Regions from separate parts of the Mus musculus genome. Here regions 1 and 2 are each linked to region 3. A link is a contact called in public promoter capture Hi-C data. All regions are on one chromosome and are shown on one strand. The core of a region is the stretch at or near the end of the contact, and the rest is flanking DNA. Distances in the headings are between cores, read along the strand shown. Region 1 holds the start of Iqgap3 (IQ motif containing GTPase activating protein 3). Region 2 holds the start of Rhbg (Rhesus blood group-associated B glycoprotein). Region 3 holds the start of Ssr2 (signal sequence receptor, beta).

Region 1 (2,700 bases), core at 33-2,532, 500 kb after region 3:
GTCTCCTATGCAGCCAGTCATCTTCCCATCTTTCTCATGAACCCCCTTCACTGTCATCCTTGGGAGCATGGCTGACATCATCAACCATTAGCGCAGTCATTCATTCATGCCAGACCTTTCTGGGCTACGGAGTACTCCTATTTTGCCTTAGCCACAGTCTTACTACCTCTCTATGTTTTTCATGGGGAACACACTATAAACATAAACACGGGACAGCTGCGCACAGGAGCAACGAACAACCGAGCTCAGAGAATACGCAAGAGACAGCATGGTCTCTCTGTCTTTGACTGGGCACTCCAGTCATTTTTATTCCTTATCCCATTTCCTCATCTTGGATATCCTGCAGTATGACTTCAGGAAGGGCTGGGCTTATTTGAATTGGCAGTTCAACAGACACACGCTTCCAAATACAGATTTGAAAGTGCTGGCCAACAGCAGAAAAATCCCCTGATTGCTCTGAGGGAGTTTACAAAGGAACAAGAGTTGGTTGTTGAAGCATGGAAAATAAACCAGTAAGTGAGTGACATCACCTCAGAGTTATGAATTGGGAACTCAGCGAGGTGGAATGGGAGGGGCCTTGAGCAAGGGAGGCGCTAGCCTCCTGCCTGCACACACGCCCACATACCAGAGTGTCTCAAAAACAAACAAACAAACAAACAAACAGGTTTCCTGGAGCTTCCGTTCCTTCATGAGGTGGATGGACATTGTTTTTCATTCAGATGGTCAGGTGGAATCCTTTCCACCCTCCCCACCAACCCGAGTTTTTCTCAGCCCGAGTTACCATGTTTCAGGTAGCCCAGGCTGTCCTCTCTATACTATGTAGCTAACAATGACCATGAACTTTTGACCTTCGGCCTCCACTTTGCAACTGTTGGAATTACTGGAGTGCGCTGCCAAACCGGCCCTCCGGGTTCTGCATTTTAAAAAAGCGTCCAGGTGATCAGGCGTCAAGTCATTTGGGAGGCAGCGTCTCAATGCGGAATCCCGTCCCGTGGCACTTTTTGGCAAATACAGTAACTGCTGAGTTTTAAGGGGCCATTTAGATCATCTAGACTCCTCCACCCTGGAGCCCCAGAAACTGGGAAAAAGGGAGTGCGCCCTTTGAAGGGTTTGCAGCTCAGTTACCTGGAGCACACTTCGGCGAATTCCCGGGGGAGCAGTGCTCCGGGCAGCCAATCCCGCGAAAACCAAGCCCCGCCAGCAGCACCCCGCTCCACCCTCAGATCCTTCCCGCACTCACAGGCTGTCCGAGCTCGGCCTGCCGCGCACGGCTCCATGTTCCTTCTCCTGCCAGTTTTGAATCTCCCGCCGCTGGGACACCACCCCTCACTGCGGTCACGCCGGGATGGGACGCTTCCCGTTCGTGCCGCAGGGAACCCTGGGTTTTGTAGTTCCTCTTAGAGATCGTGAGCTAGCTTAGGTCAGTTTCTTGATTTGCTTTCTCTAAGGCCCCGCTGCTCATCTGGCTTTTTAACAAATAGTCCTTGCAGCTGCCCTTCCTTTCACTAACCTGTCCTACTTCCTATAGAATTCCTGGGCCTCCCTGTGTGCTATTTGGTGTTTTACTCTGAACTAGATGACAAATGCAGGGATATACATGTTCTAGACTAGTGCTGTTACAGCAACAACAGATAGCACAGTCAAAAGCTTGGAGGTCTATGCCGCACAGAGGGAAAGATCCACTGCAGTGGAGGCAGAGACCTTCCTAGTGAAGGCTTCAGCTGATCTTGAGCAGGACAGAAAAACAGATTAATTAAAAGGGTGTGGGAAGGGAAAGGAGGTCCCGCCACCATGGAGTCTGGTTGAAATCGCCAGCTAAGGGTTGGGGCTGGAGAGATGGATCAGCGGTTAAGACCACGGGCTGCTTTTCCAGAGAATTCGGGTTCAATTCCCCGCATCCATATAATAGCTTACAACTGTCCCAACTACAGCCTCAGGGGGTCCGACATCCTCACACAAACATACATGCAGGCAAAACACCAATGCACATAAAATAAAAGTAACTAAATAAGTCATTTTAAAAAAAAAGAGAGATGGCTCAGCAGTTAAGAGCACTGACTGCTCTTCTGAGCCACCAACCACATGGTGGCTCACAACCATCCATAATGAGATCTGATGCCCTCTTCTGGTGTGTCTGAAGGCAGCTACAATGTACTTACATATAATAAATAAATAAATAAATAAATAAATCTTTAAAAGAAAAAAAAAAAAAACTTCTCCTGGAGTGGCACATTCTTTTAATACTAGGGGAGGCAGAGGCAGGAAGATCTCTGTGAGTTTGAGGCCAACTCTGGTCCACAGAGCAAGTTTCAGGACAGTCAGGGCTACACAGAGAAACAGGGTCTTGAAAAACAAACAACAAACAAAAGACTTCCTACACAACTAACAAAGTCAATGTGAAGATTATTTATAGAGATAATATTCCTTCTATACAGAAATATTTCAAATGACACAATATGAGGAATAAATATGACAACACTTTATACACATATATGAAATTGCTCCTTTTCTCCATTTTGTATACTCCAGGGTCCCCTGTCCAGGGAATGGCCCCACCCACAATTAAAAAGGGTCTACCTAATCAATTAACATGGCCAAGATAATCTCTCACAGGCAAGCTCTTTTTTTTTCTTTTTTCTTTTTTGTAATAGTGAAGGACTGGCTATAGATCCTCTTTGAGTGTCTGGTAGAATTCGTCTG
Region 2 (2,700 bases), core at 142-2,641, 320 kb after region 3:
GAAGCCCTCCCCTGACTCAGCGATTGAAGAGCTAACATCTGCTAGGCTGGGACCTTCAGGGCCTAAGCCCGTTATATCCTTGTACTAGACTATCTGGTTCCAACCCTAGGACCTAGCCCAGGGTAGACACTACATGAGTATTTATTGAGTGAATGAATGAAGAAGAGAAAAGGGGGAAGTCAGGCCCTGGAGGAGTTGTAGATGAAGGGAGGTATGGAGTTAAGAGGAGGTTAAAATCAGACCACAGCTCTCTCTTCCCCTTTCTCTAGTTCTGGGGGTATAGAAGGCTCTTCCTCCCAGACCTGCTGGAACCACCCAAGCAACTACTGACACCAAGCAGGGCTCAGGAGTCACACCTGGGACAGGAGATGGCCCCCGCAGGGGGTGACCCATAGATGCTGAGTCTTTATGCTTAACCTTCCTGCTGACTGAAGAGTGATGGAGAGTCTCTGGACAGGGCCCACATGGACCAGCTGGGAGCTGTGTCACCAGAGGCTGATCTCTGGTCTTTCATGTGCCTGGCTGGACCCTTGGCACAGGAAACCAGACAGCTAGAATCCAGGTGTCCTCCCAAGTCCACAAAAAAGGCAGGGGCAGAGGCTCAGGTCCCTGCTGAGACAGTGGAAGAACTGGACAATGAGCAGAGGGTTAGCAAGCTATCCTACTGTCCCTGCACCTGTGGACTGCAGGTTTCAGAACCAAGAGTACCAGTGTCCCTACCGGCTAGAGTCCTTCAGGGACCATGGCTGTTGGAGCTGTAATCTCAGCTCAACTTAAGGTGGTAGAGGCTGGGGCCCGAGAGATGGCTCAGCAGTTAAGAGCACCCACTGCTCTTCCAGAGGTCCTGAGTTCAATTCCCAGCAACCACTTGATGGCTCACAACCATCTGTAATGGGATCTGATGATCTCTTCTGGTGTGTCTAAAAAGAATGGCAGTGTACTCATAAAATAACTAAATACATCTTTAACAACAACAACAACAACAACAAAGGTGGTAGAGTGGTAGAGGCAACTGCTTCTGAGAGGGGCCATCTGGTTTATCTCTACAGCCAGGCAACGGAAGATCTCAGCATTAATCCGATTCCTTCCTATTAACCGAGGGAAACCAGGTAGGACCTTTAAAGGATACTAGCTTCTTGGATGCCAATCTCTCACACCAGGTTTAAAGGGGCGAGTACCTTTCCCCCTCTCTCCACCCTCTGGCAGCTGGGGCACAGTTGGGGAAGCTCACACATCACCGGTGCCTCAGCGGGGCCATGGGAAACAGGACCTGACCTGCGGGGCTAATCCCTGCCAACCTCGAGCTGAGGGGTGGGGCTCCCCAAGGAGCAGCACGGCCTCCGGGGGGCGGGGCCTCACCTTTGCGGTGGCAGGAGTCAGCTTGGCCGGCACTGCCCTGCCGGAGACCGGGAGAACACAGCCGCGTTCATGGCCCGCGTTCCCCGCCACCGGCGCCTGGTCCTGCCGCTGCTGTGCCTGCTCTTCCAAGGCGCCACTGCCCTCCTCTTTGCTATCTTTGTCCGGTACAACCACGAAACCGACGCTGCCCTGTGGCACTGGGGCAACCACAGTAACGTGGACAACGAGTTTTACTTTCGCTACCCAAGTGAGTGCGGGCGAGGGCGTGGGAAGCAAAGCCTCTAAGTCCCGGGTGTGTAGGGAAGGGCGTTGATGGGTACTCCTGCCACCAAGATGACTGCCGGGGCTTTAAAATAGTCCCCTTTCTCTAGTGTCCCTCTTGTTCCAGGCACTGCTGGGGATGGCACATGCTCTATCTCAGGCTGAGGAGAGGTAAGGCTCAGTCAGAGTCAGGGTCAGACAGTAAGGGGAGCTGGGGCTTCAATCCAGTTGTAAGTGGCCCCAGTGTTAGCTACTGTCTCACCTTCCGTTGGGGCTAATTTGACTTTGTCTAGGAGTCCAGCTTGACCACAGGAAAGAGAATCTTGGTGGGACTGCCAGGTAGGGTGCCAGAGGAGACGAGGGAGAACTAGGTGTGAAATTCCCACATGTTCAGGCGTCGAAGATTGGTTTCAGCACAAACACTCCAGGTTTGAGAGTGAGAGGACCCTGGACCCATTTGCCAGTTTCAAGGCCAGTGTGAGGCGGGCTAGGGCTGTGCTCGGTGCTGCACTATTATCTCATCTCACAGTTTAAGGTGGCTGCGGGGTGCCCATTATCACCCACCAAGGATCGCACAGCTAGAATAGCGCTTACACATCATAAACTTGACCACTGACCATTTGCCTCCTGACAAGGTTCTGGACAGGGAGTTAACCCCCTCATGGAGACAGAGCATTTCCTTCGAGGTTGTAACTGAGGCACTGGACATCTGGGACCAAGCACACTGCCCCTCCCTCTAATGCCCAAGTCAACCTTCTCTAGTTCCAGTTCCTCATCCAAGTGCCAGGAAGAAGCTGGGGGTGATGGTTTGTGCCTGTAATCTCAGTGCTCCAGTAGTGGAGGAGGGATGATCTGGAGTTCAAAACCAGCCTCAGCCACACTGTGAATCTGAGACCAGATTGAGCTAACAAAACTCTGTCTCAAACGAACAAACAAACAAACAAACAAACACCAAAAAGGAGTGAGGGAAAATGTCTGTTTGAAGGGCATGCAAAAAGCAACAAGGCTATTAAACCCACTTTCTGCCGCTGAGCTGTTGACAGGCTGTCCCCACCTCACCCTGCCCTTTCCCAGCAATGG
Region 3 (2,700 bases), core at 102-2,601:
AATAAAGAGTGAGGGACAGGGCTGGCGAGATGGCTCAGCAGTTAAGAGCTCCGACTGCTCTGCCGAAGGTCCTGAGTTCAAATCCCAGCAACCACATGGTAGCTCACAACCATCTGTAATGAAATCTGATGCCCTCTTCTGGAGTGTCTGAAGACAGCTATAGTGTACTTACATATAGTAAATAAGAGTGAGGGACATAAAACTAAGGGAACTGACTGGAAAATCCACCTGCTGGTCAAAAGAAACCCCCATAGTAAGTTGGGCCTGTTTTGAAGAATCCAGATCAAGGCCTGGATTCTGTTGCTCAGAAGTGAATTGCCAAAGGTAATCTTGCTCTAATTCTAGACAGGGGAAGTAAGATATAAATGGAAAAATATATAAAAGGAAAGAACAACAAAAAAGTGCTCATAGGAGCCAGCAGTGGTGGCCCATGCCTTTAATCCCAGCACTCGGGAAGCAGTGTGAGAGACAGACAGATGTCTGTGAGTTTGAGGCCAGCCTGGTCTAAGAGTGGACTCTTCGACAGCCAGTTAAGAAACTCGGCCTTGAAAAACAACAAACAACAAAAAAAGTGATTGTAAGTGAAAGAAGAAAGCTGGGAGTCCGCACCCGAGGTAAGAGGACAGATGTACACTCTGTGTCTGCATTTCCTTTTTCACAAGCTGAATTTATCCCTGCCTTTGAAAGCCTTCTGAGACCCCAAAGTGGTTTCTTGTAATTCACCTAAGGATGTCTTCACCTTCAAAAAGCACCCGACAAAGGTAAGCCCTCTAGTATATTCATTCATTCATTCATTCACTCACTCACACACTGCACTCGATACTGGAGGACTCCAAAAGAGAATTCACTCCCCAACAAAACGTTCTCTATGCCCACGTGGAAACTCGGAATTCAGAAGGAAGCTGGCGAACTCTAGGCCGTTACCTGGAGCCGACGTTGTAGATGTTATACTGCAGGGTCAGGTCCCTCCCTTCCACAGCGTATCTGTTGAGCAATGATTTGGAGGCCAAAAGCCTGGCTCCTTCTTCTGCTTGACTGACGGCTAACAGAGCCAACACCACAACCGCCAGCAGCCTCATCTTTGGAAAAAAGCAAAGTGAGCAATCGACCCAAGCATGGGAAACACTGCCAGCCAGGCAGCCTGTGCGGCGCCACACTCCAGCCCCGCCGCCAGGTCCGCAGCCGCGAGCCCAAGCCACAGCAGTGTGTACCGCGCTGCCGGCCAGGCGGGGTCAGCGGGGACCCCAGCGCTCTTGCGTCTCCCAGACTCACCGTGAGCACCCCAAACGCCTCCCTGGGCCACAGACAACCGGAAAACAACGTCAGCCTCCGAAAGACCGGAAACGGATCTGACCGGAAACCCTGATGTCCCTTCCTGTGCCTTATGGATGTTGTAGTTCTGAAACAAGCCCCACCTTCCCCTTTATGGCGGCTGATACCCCAAAGGAGTTGAGTTACCTAGAGTCCTTGACTCTTTCCTGTGTGTCCTCCAATTTCTTCTCATTAATGCTTACCCCATGGAAAACCCCTCTGTTTAAACTAAAACGAAATAAGCTGCATAGGCACAATTTCAAAGTTCAAAGAGTCGCCGACTTTGTTTTAAGGCTGAAGTAGCTGATATAGCCTTTCCTTGAATTCTTAGATTTCCAAGCTGCTAGTCACTGCCTTATGTAATTAGCACTTTATAGAGACTTCAGACAACTAGTAAACAGGGCCAGAGAGACCCCTCGGCAGGTAAAGGCACTTGCCACCATGCCTGCCCACCTGAGTTTGAATCCTTGGACCCATTTAATAGGGCACCGACAAGTTCTCCTCTGAACTCTACATGTGCACACACACATGTGCATAAACACATGAACATGTAAACATGCTTATAGCACATGTGCAGGAGAGTTCTTCCACATCCCTTCTGTAGCACTCTTACATCCAGGATGGGTTTACTCTGCACCTGCTCTGTGCTCTGGCACTACTATAGATGCTGGTGGGGTGATGAGAGAACCTTCTCCCACTGCGCCTGGCTCTCCTGGGACAGACACCCTATGCTTCTTTTTTTTCTTCTTTTTTTGAGACTGGCCTAGAACTCACAAGAGATCCCTTGGCTTCTATTGTCTAAGTGAAACTAGGATTAAAGGCATGTGTCACCATGCCTGTTGTGTTTATAAAAAGATAAGGAGAGGAAATGTGTTTGGTGGATGTGTGGTAAGGTGTGGGGTTAGGGAATGCCACCGCGGGCTCATGCTGAGGCATCCCTTCCCCCCACCCCCAGGGACTAGCCACAGGACAGTATAGTATAGAATAGTTTATTCAGGGCATGGGAAGAGGAGCTGAGAGTTAGGAGAGAGAGAGAGAGAGGGAGAAGTAGAGGCTGGCCATCAGCTCATGGAAAGAAAGAGTGGAGAGAGAGAGAGAGAAAGAGAGAGACAGAGACAGAGAGAGAGAGAAAGAGAGAGAGAGAGGAGGGGCAAGCAGCCCCTTTTATAGTGAGTCAGGCACACCTGGCTGTTGCCAGGTAACTGTGGGGTGGAGCTTAAACAAAATGCTAACAATGCCTAACCCTTTGATTGACCTACCCCCCATTTTTTGTGGGGAGGGGGTTCTTTATATACCTGAACTCTATGTAGATCAGGCTGGTCTTGAACTCTGAGATCCACTTGCTTCTGCCTTCTGGTGCTGGGATTAAAGGTGTGCGCCATGGCTGCC

The links. Capture Hi-C pulls out chosen DNA fragments and counts their contacts.
Region 1: a promoter capture Hi-C map of adipose tissue shows a contact between it and region 3. The contact joins the promoter of Iqgap3 here to the promoter of Ssr2 in region 3. A contact is called at or near these places in 2 of 39 promoter capture datasets (liver and pre-B cells) and 2 of 9 other capture datasets (adipose tissue and pancreatic islet).
Region 2: a promoter capture Hi-C map of pancreatic islet shows a contact between it and region 3. The contact joins the promoter of Rhbg here to the promoter of Ssr2 in region 3. A contact is called at or near these places in 1 of 39 promoter capture datasets (pre-B cells) and 1 of 9 other capture datasets (pancreatic islet).

Annotation. Positions count from the first base shown.
Region 1 is chr3:88,080,633-88,083,332 of GRCm38.p6, reverse strand. Iqgap3 (IQ motif containing GTPase activating protein 3) reads right to left here and starts at 1,282. Exons shown (of 38, transcript NM_001033484.1): 1 at 1,241-1,282. The coding sequence starts at 1,277.
Region 2 is chr3:88,253,375-88,256,074 of GRCm38.p6, reverse strand. Rhbg (Rhesus blood group-associated B glycoprotein) reads left to right here and starts at 1,391. Exons shown (of 10, transcript NM_021375.3): 1 at 1,391-1,606. The coding sequence starts at 1,429.
Region 3 is chr3:88,578,259-88,580,958 of GRCm38.p6, reverse strand. Ssr2 (signal sequence receptor, beta) reads right to left here and starts at 1,351. Exons shown (of 6, transcript NM_001356317.1): 1 at 1,273-1,351; 2 at 925-1,079. The coding sequence starts at 1,079.